Linked DNA regions of Gossypium hirsutum: region 2 is linked to region 1. The links are chromatin contacts, called in public Hi-C maps. All regions are on one chromosome and are shown on one strand. Each heading gives the region's core, a stretch centred on a gene start, on an enhancer-like site or on the middle of the called end of the contact. The rest is flanking DNA. Distances are from core to core; before and after follow the strand shown.

Region 1 (7,962 bases), core at 2,151-4,650:
TATGGGATATGTCTTCTGGTTCTATGTTTGAAAAGTTAGATAAGATGAGTAATGGTTTGACTAAATGGGCAAAGCTGATTAAACCTAAAACGAGTAGGCTTAAAGCGTGATCTCACAAAGAAGTTGGAAGAATTTATGGGTATGGAACGAGATGATGATACTTTGGTAGAGCTTATCGATACTAGAGTCCAACTGAATTTAGAGATTGAAAAGGATGAAGCTTATTGGGAACAGAGGGCACATGCTAATTGGTTACAGTTGGGGGATAAAAATAAAACATTTTTTCATAGATATGCTTCTGTTCGTAGACGGAGAAATGCTATTAGTAGGTTAGAGCGAGAGGATCGATTTGAGGTGTGTAAGGAGGTGGAAATAGGGGAGTTAGCTACGAGCTTTTTCCAACATTTGTTCTCCTTGAGTATGGGGTTTTTCTAACATTTGTTCTTTTTGAGTGGTGTAGATGATTTGTCGCATATATTGACTGGAATTAATGTTAGTATTTCTTCAGATATAAAATTTTTTCTATTGGCTAAGTATATTGATGAAGAGATCTACCCGACGTTGAAAGAGATGGGGTCCACTAAAGCGCCGGGTTTTGATGGTTTTCCGGCTATGTTCTTTTAGCGGTATTGGCACATTGTAAGGGGTGATGTTTTTGCGTATAGCTTGGGCATTTTGAATGATGATAAAGATCTTGGCTCTGTCAACAATACTGATATTGTGTTTATTCCTAAAATTTCTAATCTTACAAACTTAGAAAATTTTAGACCTATAAATTTATGTTCCGTTTTATATAAAGTTGTAGCAAAAGTAGTAGCAAATCGGCTTCAAGGAGTAATTGGAAGGTGCATTGATAGTTGTCAAAGTGTGTTTATGTCGGGGTGATTAATCTTCGATAATGTGTTGCTAGCTTATGAGTTATTACATACTTTTGGTCAAAAGCGCACAGGTAAAAAGGGATACATGGCTTTGAAGCTAGACATTAATAAAGTCTATTATAGGGTAGAGTGGGGTTTTCTAAAGGAAGTGATGTTGGAAATGGGTTTTGCTAATGAATGGGTGGAGCTTATTATGAGATGTATTTCTTTGTTGTCCTATTCAGTTATTGTAAATGGTTGTAAGGAGAGGACGTTTAAGCTTGTAAGGGAACTTTGTTAAGGTGACCCCTTTAGCCTTTTTCTTTTTCTCATTTGTAGCATAGGGCTCTCGACTTTGATAAGGTTGGCTATGGAAGGAGGATTATTACGAGGAGCCAAAGCTAGTAGAAGTGGTCCACAAATTTCACACCTACTATTCGCGGATGATAGTATTCTTTTGGGTGAGGCAATAACGAAAGGAGCTTTTATTGCTGAATGGAATATTAAAAGAATACGAGAGGTGTTTAGGTCAATGTTTGAATTTTAGTAAATTAACAATCATTTTTAGCTCGAATACATGTAGGGGGATAAGGTAAAAATCTCGAATCTCTTAGGAATAAAGTTCTCGACTAATCTTGAAAAGTATCTGGGGTTGCCAAAAATGGTGGGGAGGGGGAAAAAAGTCTTTCCAGAAATTTAAGGATAGAATTAAAATGTGTATTGAGAGCTGGAGCATGAGGCAAGGAGGTAAGGAGATTTTTATGAAGCCAGTTTTGCAAGTAATTCCCACATATGTCATTTCATGTTTTTTGTTACCGAAATCTTTTTGTGGGGAGATTGAGAGTATGATAGCAAGATATTGGTGGCAGAAAGGGCAAGGGCGGACGGGGATACATTAGTGTGAGTGGAGTCAAATGTGTCGACTAAAAGAGGAAGGGGGAATGAGATTTCGGAGCATGGGAAAATTTAATATGTCTTTGCTGGCTAAATAGGGATGGAGGCTTATAAACCTTCCAAATTCGTTACTTGCTTGTGTTCTTAGAGTGAAGTATTTCCCTAGGTCTGATTTTATTAGTGCTCAGTTAGGAAATAGTAGTGCTCAGTTAGGAAATAGTCCATCGTACATTTGGAAAAGCATATGAGATATGAAAGGTGTTTTAAAGGAAGGGTTAGGCTGGAGAGTGGGTTCGGGAAAAAAAATCTCAATTATCGATGATGCATGGATCCTTGGGAATTATAATTTTAGATTATCTACTTCTATTCTTAATTTGCAGCATTCATTGGTGTTAGAACTTATAGATGCAAATGAAAGAAAATGGAAGCATGAGTTAATTAGTAATACCTTCTCGACGTCGGATGCAACCCAAATCCTCCGTATTCCGTTGGTAAAAGAGGCTCATGATAATTGGTTGGTGTGGGATGTGAGTCTTCAGGGGAGTTCTCCATCCGAAGTACTTATATACTATTACAGATACTTCGAGGGTTTCTAGTGCTTACGCTTTACAATCAATTTCTAGTGATTTCTACAAAAAGCTATGGAGCTCCCTGGGAAAATTAAAATTATAGTTTGGAATATTTCTTTGAATTACTTGCCTACATTAGCTAACATGAAATACAAGAAACTTGTGAACACAACATGCTGTCCTCGTTGAGAAAGGGAGGAGGAAATAGTGGATCATTTGTTTCGAGTATGCCGTGTAACAATTGAAGTATGGTCAGATCTTAAATTTTCACATTTCCTAAGTAATCAAGATTTTGGGTTTGGACATTGGCTTACTGGAGTATTTGATGCATGTTCTATCACTCAGTGATGGCTTTTTTTTACGCGCTATGGGTTATCTGGCGAGATAGGAACATAAGGGTCCATGAGAGTGAGTTTGCTACAGGGAGGGATATAGCACATTTCATCAGGGGTTACATTGTAAAGATTACTGAGACAGAGAAGAGGACAATTACAAAAGAAACTGGATTGGTGTGCTAGAGGGTAACATCAGATTCAACCATTAAAATCAACTTTGATGGCACTTTTGACGGACAGAGATTTCAATCGGCTTTGAGTGTTGTGGCAAAGAATGCTAAAGGGAAAGTGGTACTTTCACGAGCGGAGACTAATTAAGGGGTTTTTTTAGCCTTCGCTGTTGAAGCTATTGCTTGCCATCGAGCAATACAAATGGGTATAGAACAGGGTCGGGTGCAAGTAATAAACGAGGGCGATTCATTGTCAACAATTAAGAAATGTCAGTCAATACATCTGAATAAATCGTTAATTGGTGCTTATATCATATATATACATCAGTTGAGAGACGAATTTCAAAAGATCTTTTTCAGCCATATACCAAGATCAGCCAATGAGTTAGCCCACACCGATTACGAAAGAAACACTGAGAGGGGGTGAGTCCTTTTACCTAGAGGAGGGAGTGGACAGAGCGAAGGAACTGGAATAAAGAAGGTGATGCGGTGGTAAAGAATGGAGAAAGAAAGAGTTAATGTCAAGGATGAAAGGAAATGCTACTCACTTCTCTTTGTACTTTTGAACCGTCGAAAAATGAAATTAATTGCAGGTGTTGGGACGGTTGCTAAGGATTGAGCTGATTGGGCAATGGAATAGTGATGTAGACTTTTTGGAATTTTCTTTTTTGTTCTGATATTTTTTTTACATAAGTTTGGGCCTTTTATTTGGGTTTGCGTGAGTTTTTTTGTTTTTTTAATTTTATAGATTTTTTTTCATTTTTGTTTGTTTTGGATTTCAAAGTAATAAAGCCCAATCTATTTTATTTAAAAATAATAATCCCCAAAAGACTCTCATCCACCTTATTTTTATAGTTTTCTTTTTGCAATTAAAATGATTATTAACTTGATTTTTTAAATAATCTCATTATAGGTTATGATCATATCTGCTATTTTGACACAATACTTAGAACTACCCATAGTCCCTCCCCGACCCATAAATCGAAGGATAATGCACATCAACGCACTCGAACCGGTGTCCTCCTGCATTGACAACAATACCCATGCTAATCAAGCTAAGACTCAATCGACATTAACTGAATTTTTTCATATTAAGTAAATATAATATATTTTTTTGAGTAAACTGAAAATTTTAAAAGTAACACATATGAAGCATATGATGTAGTTAATTGAATTTTTTTACGTATTAAGAAGTTAATTTTAAAATAATATACTATTTTATTTTATATAAACTTTATTAAAATCTAATTTTGAATAAATATAATTTGTTAGAGAATTAATTTAAAATTTTTAAAACTAACACATATGAAGCAATTAATTATTAATATATTATATTATATTTATTTAAACTTTTTAAAATCAGCATAATTTTTTTAATATAAAATAAATATCTCGAAGCATGTACCGTACACCAATAAAATTGAAACAAATCAATATAAATAAAATATTAACAAATCGATATTATTTAAATAATTAATATTGATCTATAATCTAAATTGATATTTCAAAATTGATATTTTTGCCAAACTTCGAATAGAATAAAACTTTCAAGGGGACAAACAACCTTTATGGCTTATTAATAAATTGAAGGGTAAATTACACCAACAGTCACTCAACTTTTAATTTAGACAATCAACTTCCAAAAAATAACAAATCAGTCATTAGCACTAGCAAAAAGTGACAAATCAATCACCTACTAACGTTTTCGGTTACAGGTCTAATGGAATAGGTGTCCTGGCCAGTTAACTTTCTTTGTTGGTTTATGGTTTTTTCGATTTAAGGGCATTTGGGTTTATGGTTTTTTAGATTTCTTTGTTGAAATATGTTGCATTCGCATGGGGTTTATGCACTGCATATGTTTGTATTCAATGAGTTTATGACTTCATTTTGGATTTTGTTGAAAAAACTATTTAGGGTTTTGATAGAAATGGATACATTTGTATTAAAATGTATGGTATGTAGACCTATGTTTTGTATGCCAAAGATCCCACTGCCTTTATCGTTTGCCATGTGCATGATAGAAATGAATTTCTTTGGTTATTTCATCATATTGTGTTTGGTGATTGCATCATTGTGTGGAAATTTGTTTATGGCTTGGGAGTTTGAGATTTAGCAAATTAATAGTTTTTTGTAACACCCCAAACTCGACCTAAACATTAGGGCCGAATCTGGTGATGTCACATTGTAACACCCCTTACCCGTATTCAACGTTGAATAGGGTACGAGGCATTACCAGAATAAATACACTTATAACCATATTAAATCGAGTTATAAAATTTTATCCAAATTAAAAACTTTCAAATTATTATCTTCGAGTCGATAATTAGGATTTACAAGGCCAAATACATACCCATTCATATGCTCAATACATCTATTAAATCAATCCAATATTGAAGAATCCACTTTATGTCAAAATCAATATTATTAACAATCTAAAATCTTTTTATGTTGATTTCATATATCACTTACCGAACTTCGAATGTCAATTCACAAATATGTAATTCATTAAGTCATTCTGGTATACACAATGTTTAATTGATGAAATCATTTAATTGAGCTAAATTTCATGTTCACTCTAAATTTTCTTCTAAATCCATAAATGCTTTCACTTACCATTTACCTAATCAATTTCTCGAACCAAGCTATCACACAACAATAATACATCACCTGTGCTTCATGAATTCAATGTTCGAATCTTATCACCATCAAATCCATGTCATTCGAATACTTAAAGTTTATTCAAGCATATATTATTACGTTTCATATACCAAACATATGTCAAAATTTACGAATACGCAATCAATTCATTTTTCATTTATTTGACTAGAAATTTAACCTCAAAATTCATAACATTCCATTACTTAACATATGCCATAAAACACTCCTTTAACATAAACTAGCATCATGGCCGAATTTTCATTATGCTAATTATTACCCTTTTTCCGAATCACATAGCAAAATATTACAATTATGTATATATTGAATACTATAATTATGCATCAACTTACCAATATGAGTTAATTCATGAATCACTCATGACATTACTTCATGCCAAATATACCAGACACATATGCCATGAAACTTTATTTTCTAGCATGCTTACTATAACCAATAATGCACAAACATAGGCATCACTCCTGTTTCAACGGTTATCGATTATAATCAATCATATAACCAATTATACACAAACCATTCATATATATATATTTAAATTTCCTCCTCCTCCTCTCCATTCCACATCCTTAATTTACTTAACACTCTTAGAAATAACATTTTCTAAAGTTTCATTATTCACCCTTAAGTATATTCAAAGCTGTCTATTCGAGTCATATCACTAAATTATTTTTATTTGGAGCTACAGAACTCCAAATTATGAACCGTTAAAGATACCATAAAATTTTCATAATTTTTAGTTTATATAATTAGTACAGTTTATTCTTTAAAATTTCCCCTATTTCACTGCTCGCCGTTTCTGATCTCTTTTCACTAAAAATCAAATATCTCTTAGTAAAAAAATCTAATGGTGTTCTTGTTTATTTATATTGAAACTAGACTCATTAGGGAATTTAATAATATAAATTAAAAATTGCAATTATTTTTTTACAATTTATAATGATTTATCAAATTTAGAATAGGGAATCCCGAAATCATTTTGACCCATTTCACTAAAATTCAAATATATCATAATGTATAACTCATTTGCTTACGTTGTTTCTTTTATGTAAAAATAGACTCAATAAGCTTTCATGTCATATCTCAATCACCCTCTAATTCAATTTCTACTATTTTTTGTGATTTTTCAAAGTCACACCACTGTTATTGTCCAAACCATTTTAATTCAAATTTTCACTATTTCATGAATTTCTCTTACTTCATTTCATTTTATCGATAGTTTGATCAAATAACGAGTACATTGTTCATAAATTTTCCCACTGTCTATGCACTTATAAATCACATAGTCATTTCATCATATCATGTATTTTCACTTAATAAATTTCTCGTTGAACTTATTGGAAGAAAAACAGATTTCTCGGTGGCCTGCACACAGTCCGTATCACCTTTGTGTAATAATAGATTCTCGGTGGCCTGCACATAGTCTGTGCCACCCTTGTATCTTAACATGTTATTGGTGGCCTACACACAGTCCGTGCCACCCTTGTATCATAACAGAATATCAGTGGCCTGCACACAGTCCGTGCCACCCTTGTGTCATAATAGAATATCGGTACGCATAGTAGCATGCACTTAGTTCGTGCCACATATACGACCTATCAGTCTGGTACACGTAGTGGCCTACACTTAGTCCGTACCACACGTGACCTAATTACAATCATTCATATCTTTTCTATTCAGAGTTTCAAACGAGAAATTCTTACTTTTCAATATTTTACCAATTCTTCTTTAACCAATCTTAATTCATAATTTGCATCATATATTTGTTCCAAGTATAGTACACATCTTAAATAAAATAATGAAACACTTGAGCATAAATAAAACAATATATTATCTACATACAAACTTACTTTGGTGCAACAATATAGAAATTTAGCAATTTAGTCTTCAATCTTTTCTTTTCTCTGATTAAGGTCGATTCCACTTCTTTCTTGATATATAATAACATATTTAGCTTATATAACATTCAAATAATTCAATCCAATCCAAAAATCACTTTTTGGAAAAATTATATTTTTCCCCTAAAGTTTCACAAAATTACGATTTTGCCTCTAGGCTCGGAAATTAAACTTTATTCATTTTTCTTATATTTTATAACATGCTGAAAATTTTTCCCTTCTATGACAACATCAAATTCTTTCTCTAAAGTGCATTTATGAACAATAACAATTTTTACCAATTATGTCGTTTCACTAAAAATCGCTTAGCCAAAATCGTTTAACATAATTCTAAGGTTCATATTCTATCATGAAACATCAAAATACACACTTTTCATCTATGGGTAATTTTCCAAACATAAATTCTAGCTCGAATTAATGGTAGAATTCGCTTCAGCGAGTTACCGGGATTTTAAAAATATAAAGAACAAGAAAAACAAGGCTAGAACGGACTTACCATGAAGCTTGGAAGATGAAAAAACCCTAGCCATGGAGTACACATGATATTCGGCCAGCCCCTATGGAGA
Region 2 (7,962 bases), core at 2,173-4,672, 170 kb after region 1:
ATTGTTGTACAGGTTTCTTTTAAAAATATATTTAATAATTTCGTAACAAATATTTACAAATATCAAAAGAATATATTTATATAAATAAAAAATATTTATAAATATGAAATGAATAAGATTATATAAATTTTAAATATAAAATATTCATAATTATATAAAATACTGATAAAATATAAAAAAAATCATAAAATTGATGTACAAAATACAAACAGTAAATTATCAATTATAGTTAAGGGTTTTGCTTAAATGTTGAGTGTCGAGATTAGGGATTTAAATTGCGGTCGCGGCCGCATTTTCGGTCGTATTGCGTTTATCACGGTTGTGGACATAACAGATTCTATTGCGGTCATTGCGGTCGTGAACTTTAAAAAAAAATTCACAAAACTTATTGTAAAATATAATAGCGGTTTCGGCAGTAGCGATTTCGGACGGTGCCACTACCGCTATATAACTACCGCTATTTCGGTAACGAACTGTTATTTAAATCTCTGGTCGAGACTTTATTCAAAAGTTATCAATTACTGTTTATCAATTAATATTTGTCATTTATTATTTATTATTACTTTATTCAAAAGGTAATAAAACTTTCAAATTTCAGCCTAAAAAGGTTGTTTTGGGCTTTACATCAATTCTTGTCTGTATAGCCAAAATTAGTTAATATTGTTGGTATAAACCGATGAATTTATTTCAAGGTTTAAAAGTGTAAAATTTTTTTAAAAAATATTTTCTTTATACTTACTTTTAAATTGCATATAAAAGTTGTTAAACTTAAAAAAAAAATTAAGTCTCTATTTCTTTTGTTACACTCAATTGAGTACTTGAATTGCCAAAATATATTAAAAAAAACCTTTGATCGTTAACTTTAACAGTTGATCGTTAAAGTTACCGCCTTTATTTTTTGTTGAAGCCACCATGAGCCATAACAATGGCGTGACATGTGACAAAAATAATAAAAAATAAAAATCAATAGAAATTATAAAAATGTAATAAAAATATATACAAATTAGAAAAAATATAAAACTCGTAAAAAAATTATAGAAAATTTTAAATTTTTATAAAAATAGTAAAAAATTATAAAATTTTATAAAGTCGTAAGAAAATTAAAAAAATATAATTTTTTTATAAAAAAATTATAAAATTATCGTACCTAAAGAAGTATTTTATAATTTTTTTATAAAATTTATTGATTTTTATTTTTATAATTTTTCACCACATGTTATGCTGTGTAGTGAAACGTGATGGCTTTAACTTAAAAAACTAGGGGTCATTAACTTTAACGGTAATGGTTAAAGGGTGTCTTTGATGTATTTTATAAATTTTTTATGACTTTTATAAAATTTTAAAATTATTATTTTTATGGTTTTTATAAAATTTTTAGTTTTTAATAAAATTTAAGAATTTTATATTTTTATTAAAATTTAATAATTTTTATAACTTATTTTTTGAAAAAGTTTCAGGACCTTTTTTATACATTTTGAAAGTTCAAATACCCAGTTGAGTGAAAAAAAAAGGGGGGATTAATGGCTTTTGAAAAAGTTTGAGAGACTTTTTTTTATGCATTTTGAAAATTTAAGTACTTAATTAATTGCAAAAACAAAAGTAAGGGCTTAATTGTTTTTTTTTTGTATGTTTGTGAGTTTTTTACACCCTTAAGCCTTATTTAAACATAAAATTTTATTTTAGTAAAGGGGTTGTTCTCAATTTCAAGGTTGATTAAATTGGTTTCGTTTTAAAAAATAGGAAAAAATTAATTCATGTTAATTTTGAAAGTAAAAGTAAGTAATTAAATACAATCACAATATTTACATGTTTTGGTAGTTTAATTTAAATTCTAAAAAAAAAACATCAATATTTACACACTTACATAAATGTTGTAGTCAAATTTATTCGGTTTTTATCAAATTGATAGAATGTATAAATTTAAGGGTTAAATTTTACATTATTTCAATAAAAATTATGAATAATTAAAAATAATTTTTTTTACTAGATAGTCAATTCTTGAAGAAACTAATTAAGCAAACAACTATTATAAGAAATGATACTTGGGATAAAAGGGAAAATCAACAAAAGAAATAGATATTTAAATCTAACAAAGATATATATGAAAAACAATAACAATATCGGTAACTCCAAAGTTTTCTTCATTGGATGTATCTTTAATATATAAGAACAGAAAAACAACCATTTTCACTCAAATACCATTTCTTCTATACACACTCTTTTCCCAAGCTTAGAAAAACTCGCTTTTCATACAATCACCCTCTATAGAAAAAGAACAAAAAAAGGTTAAATCCCTCAAAAAAAAAAGAAGAAAAACCCTCTTTGGAATGACAAAAACTCATCCCGTTTAATGTTTATATACAATCATCAGCAGATACCAGATGAGAAACTTCAAAAGCTCAGCATCCACTTGTGATCCATGGATGTCCTGTAAATAAATAAATAAATAAATAAATATTGGGTTTTTTTTTAAAAGTAATAAAAATAAAAATTAATATTAAAATTGGCTTACTTAGAACTTGTTCAGCGGACAATCTTCTAGAAACATCTTTACAGAGCATTTTTCTCAACAGATCCTTGGCTGCCGGCGAAACCGATTGGAAAACCCTAACGGGGAATCTCAAATTTCCCCTCAAAACCGCCTCGAAAATCTCCACCACCGTTTCCCCGTGAAACGGCGGAAATCCTGCCAACATTATGTACAATACGACACCACTACTCCAAACGTCAACTTTCTCCCCGTATTCCCTCCCGCCCAAAATCTCCGGAGCCACGTAAAACGGGGTTCCCACCACACCTCTCATTACCTCCGGTGCCACGTCAGCGGAACCGAAATCCGTTAGCTTAACGGAATTTTTCGAATCGAACAAAATGTTTTCTGGTTTGATATCACGGTGGACGACGCCGAGACTGTGAATGTGAGCAAGGGCCTGAACGAGTTGGGTCAAGATGGGTCGGGCTTGAGCTTCGGAGAACTGCCCATTGTCGATGATGAGATTGTAAAGATCTCGTGAAGGAGGGCAGAGATCGAGCACCATGTGAAGATGAGAGTCGTCTTCGTAGAGGTGGTGAAGGTGGATTATATTGGGGTGAGGCGAAACCAGAGTGAGAATTTTAGGTTCATTGAAAAGACACTGAGAGTCGAGAGAATCACCGGCGGAGATTATCCGTTTGTCGATTGATTTAACGGCAAAAGACTCGCCGGAGATCAAAGAAACGCACCTGAAAACGATGCCGAATCTTCCTCGGCCGATCTCTTCACAGACCTCGTAGTTAGCCTTCAATGATTCAGTCATGGTTTCTTCAGTTTTCAATTTACCCTTGGTTTTTTTCTTTAACCTTTTCCATTAAGTTTTTCATAGGGTTATAAATAGAGGGTTTAAGGAATGTTGAGAGGGAATATTCGGCTCAACCGATGGGAGAAAGACACGTCTTGAGATACTGTAACTGTTTTGTAGACGTTGGATCAGAAACCGAAAGTCGGTTGGATTAAATTACGAGAATGCCCTTAGTTTGGTGTACGGTTTGGATTTCCGTACGCTGTGTGTCTTTCGGTTCGGCAGTTGGATGATACAGTTACGATCAGAATCCCATTGTTATTAAGTTTGCCCAAAACTTTTCGTCTTAATTACTGTGTTTGCCCTCTTTCTTAAATAAAAAAACAATTAATTAATGGATTAAATTACAAGGTTTATTTTGTAAATTGCAACTTTATTTGTCAGTTTATATTATTCTCCTCCTTTTCCGTAGTTTAAACTAAAATGCTACTGTTTTGAAAAAGAAAAAGGTGCTACGGTTTGATTTGGCATCAACTGTCAGCATGATATTTTTAGATTCTCGCATCATTTAGATGTTTTTTAGTTTAAATTGTGTTTTTTCCTTTCTAATTTTTAAAGAAATTTAGTAAAATCATTTGATGAATTATAGTTTTTCAAGTTAAAAAACAGCTAAATATGTAGCTTTTTTTTAATTAGGGTTTTGGGTCGTTTTTTATAAATTAAAGAAATATGTCGATTTTGAAGAGAAAAAAAATGTACCCAGTTAAATGCGCTTCTCTTCAACAACTTTTTGAATGTTGGATGAAAACGATAACAATGTCAACCACCATTCTTTTCCTATAAATACCATCCAAATTTTCATTTATTTCACTCAAATCCAATTATATTAATTCTTTATATTAATTATCATTAACAGTGTAACAATTTCATTTATTTTAATATAGTTTTTCTATGTTTTCCTTTTGTTAAAACTAATCCATATACTTTTATTTTTTTGAACAATTTAATTTTTTTATTTATTTTTTCCTTTTCTTCTTCCCTTTTATTTTTCTCTCTTCTCATATTCTTCACCGCAGAAACAAAATATCTATCCACCAAATAAACCAAGTTCTTGTTTCTTTCACATGATTCCTAAATTGAATTTCACTTAAAACCGAATATCAACCATTGTTAATCAAATCTCGATTTGAATATAACCTAATTTTGAAACTAAAATTGGATCTAACTAATCAATATAAAAAACCATATCCTTAATCAAATATAAACATAAATTGAATTCTTTATATTCAAAATAAATTTTTTTCGTTTCCAAACTTTTACAGAATCGTGCATATTATTCATTTACTTTTCTTTTATTTTTTGACGAATAAAATTAAGCAAACGATAAAATTGATCTAAACCTTCTTGGATATTCTCAAGCAAAATTAATTGTAAGCCAAGCATGAGAGAAAGAGAGCATGGAACCAAACTAGTTTGGGTAACGTTGAGGGTAAGTTTCGTATGATGGTCATTGTAGTCATTAAGAGTGTAGAGCTCATTTGTAGAATCCGTGAAACAACGTAGTTTTGAGAGGGCGAGGATGTTGTAGACAAGATAGATAAGGTGGCTATGGGGGTTGGTTAGGAGGTTCAAGGAACAGGCTTGGGAAACGTTGTTGAGGGTGGACTACCATAAGTCATGATTGGCGAGGTATTTGAGTGAGGCGAACTTGTAGACTAGGTCATTGAGAGATCCAAACTGGTTCGTTAAAACGATGATGAATGATAAGGGTTTGTAATTGTGGGGTGAGAATATGTGAAGTAAGTTTTATTTTGGTCTCAACTTTTCACTTTTCTATTTTCATAAACATAAAAAAAGTTTTAACAAATGAAAAACATAGAAAAGCTACGTTAAAAGAGATGGAGAAGAGAGGAAAACAGAAAGAGAAGTAGAAGAGAATGAAAAATAAAGGAAAAAAAAGGAAAGTTCAAAGAATATAAAAGAAAAAAAAATTAAATTGCTCAAAACGAAAAAATATGGGGACCAATTGTATAATTTAACCTAAAATTTTTGTTTGAAATGATGATTTAACGTGCTACGTCAGCTTACTGTTGCACCATTAACGACAATTAACGGCTCAGTAACTAAAATGTTACAACACGTTAACGTAAAAGACTAAAACGTAATATTTCAAACTTAAATGACTAAAATGTAACCTGAGGTAAATAAAAGTGACTATTTTAGTAGTGGCTAACATGAGGATTGATTATTAGTGTCACATCAATACAAACTAATGGTGTTAGTGTGAAAGTATTAACATGAGTAACCGAATATAAGTTTAGATTCCAATTAGTTACAAACAAATTTAGGTACCAAATAGGTACTTTTGGACAAGTTTAAGGGGCAAACTACATATTAACCCAAATAAAATAAAAATAAAAAGTGAAAAATAAATTCCTTTCTAATATTTATAAATTGATATAATTTTATAAAGATGATGAAAATTTAAGGTTTTGGTTGAAATATCTACCGACTTTTATTACTTTTGTTTTTCTTGGGAAATTGCTGTGTATGTTCGCCACATATTGTTTAGGGGGTTGGTTGAGACCTTCAAGTCATGAAAAGTCAAGCTACTGCATGCTAACATGCAAGAGATTTGTCTCACTTAAACAGGACCTAATTTTTAAAAGCTGAAAAAGGCTTCACAGGTCATGAGTTCCACAATAATTTCATTCAATAAAAATCCAATCCCAGAGAAAAAAACAAAAGAAACGTCATGAAATCGACTCATTTCAGTCTCTTTTTTTTCTTTTAAAATAAAATTCATATTGCCGTATGATTCGGATTTTTATGATCTTTTTGGGATTTGGCTAGACTTCCATACCTCAAAATAGGCCCACCGATTTAAATATATAACCTTCTAAGTAAATAAAGAAATTAATTTTTTTATACACTATATTATACTCGCCAAAGCTTTAAGTTGGTTATCTAAGGACATATGACAATATTTTACTCTTGTGGAGTTTTTTTAAATATAATGTCTACCGTAATCTCTCTTCAACCCTTATATAAGAGGATAAGTACATTTCAGTACGTTCGAATTTATGTCTTTCTACAATGCTAACAATATCGATACCAATTAAACTAAATCTCAGCTGCTTGTGAAATTTTTTTAAACTCTTATATATATATATATTATATTTTGGGTGCCAAAATGGGAGTTAAAACATCAGATTCTAGAAAGAAATTGAGAAATACAAATCTTATTTATTTTTGGATGGCATTGCTTGAAAGTCATTAGGAGATGAAAATGATGATATTTTGGAAGAGAGGAGACAAATTACATCAATATCAACCACAATCATTACAAACCATTGAAAAGAAATTTTGGTGGGTGGTGATTATGTGCTAAAAAGAAGGCAAGTGGGTGGACCTTTAACCAAAGACATATGTGATAAAGTTGTGAGTGAAGGGTAGGAAAACATTGTATATATGAGGCTTTACTTTTCATTTCTTCAATGACTGACTTTTGGAGCAAGCAAAGGGTTGTATGTGATTTTTGTGATGCAAAATCTTGGCCTCCTTTCGACAACGATATATGGGTTCTACGGAGTCCGGACTACGTAAGGTACAAAGCAAGGACCACGACCAAGAAAAAAGGTAGCATAATATTTTTTTAATAAAAATATTGTAATTTTAAAAATTAGTTAGAAAAGTAAGGTATGTTTTAGATTTATTTTAGAAAAATATGATAGGTTTTCTCTCACCTGGTTTGAATATGTCATGAATAGGTGACGGATTATTTTACTCACATCACATATTATTCTTCTCCATATTTAAAAAACAGAGAGCTAGAGGCAACCAAGTCTGTTCTTGACATTTTTAGGGTCCTAGGCGAAACAATAAATCAAGTCATTTTAAAAAAATATATAAAATGTAATACAATAAAATAAAATCATATACTAGTAATTTCATTAACATAATATGTTTTATGACATTAAGCCAATAATATATTTTTCTAACAAAATTAAAAAATATATATTTTTCATTCAATCTACTCCTATGTCATCAACTACAAAAACACAAAAAAAACATAAAAAATGGGTTATACAAGCATTCTGATATGCAAAATCATTAATGAAAACATCAACATAAATGTTTTCCAAAAAATACTTCTCGATTGATAAAATTGCCAGACCATTCAACCGTTCTTGTGACTTTGATGACCTCAAGTAGGTTTTGATTAACTTTAGATTTGCAAAACTTCTTTCAGCTGATGCCACAGTCATAGGAACCATTAAAAAAATTCTATAAGCGATTGAAACATTCGGATAGCAATTTGCAAATTTGAAAAACTCGAGAATTTCAGTGGCTAACATTAATTCATTTGGTAAAGTAAATAGCAACACTTTCAATTCAAAGAAAAGATCATTTAAATCAACATATGATGAACCACCACAAGAAAAGGTAGAGTGAAAAGTAGCACAACATTCTCTCAATTCCTTTCCATCCAATGACTTTAACTTGTTTGAATCAAACAAAAACCCAAAAATACTTTCAAATGTTTTTAGTTGCTAAAATATGCTCTTCAAAGAAGTAAATGCCATGTCTACAATAACTAAAAAACAATCAACTCTAAATAATTCATCAGTCGACTGAATTTTTTCATCCTCTTGGTTATTCTCGTTTTATGACAATACACCTT

What was found. A called contact is a pair of places that touch in the nucleus more often than the background predicts.
Region 2: a contact with region 1 is called in a Hi-C map of leaf, with 2.0 times the contacts expected there. The contact joins the promoter of LOC107915030 here to the enhancer-like site in region 1. A contact is called at or near these places in 3 of 34 Hi-C or Micro-C datasets (all in leaf).

Annotation. Positions count from the first base shown.
Region 1 is chrD10:42,606,336-42,614,297 of Gossypium_hirsutum_v2.1, forward strand. No RefSeq gene overlaps it. Among protein-coding and RNA genes, the nearest start is that of LOC107915847, 25 kb to the left of the region's middle. Within about 2 kb of position 3,401, at least 5 of the 9 cell types and tissues checked have an H3K27ac peak or open chromatin away from gene starts, as enhancers often do. A contact at or near this core is called in leaf, where this site is marked.
Region 2 is chrD10:42,777,307-42,785,268 of Gossypium_hirsutum_v2.1, forward strand. LOC107915030 (phosphoenolpyruvate carboxylase kinase 1) reads right to left here and starts at 3,423. Exons shown (of 2, transcript XM_016844124.2): 1 at 2,513-3,423; 2 at 2,125-2,428. The coding sequence starts at 3,296. The coding sequence ends at 2,400.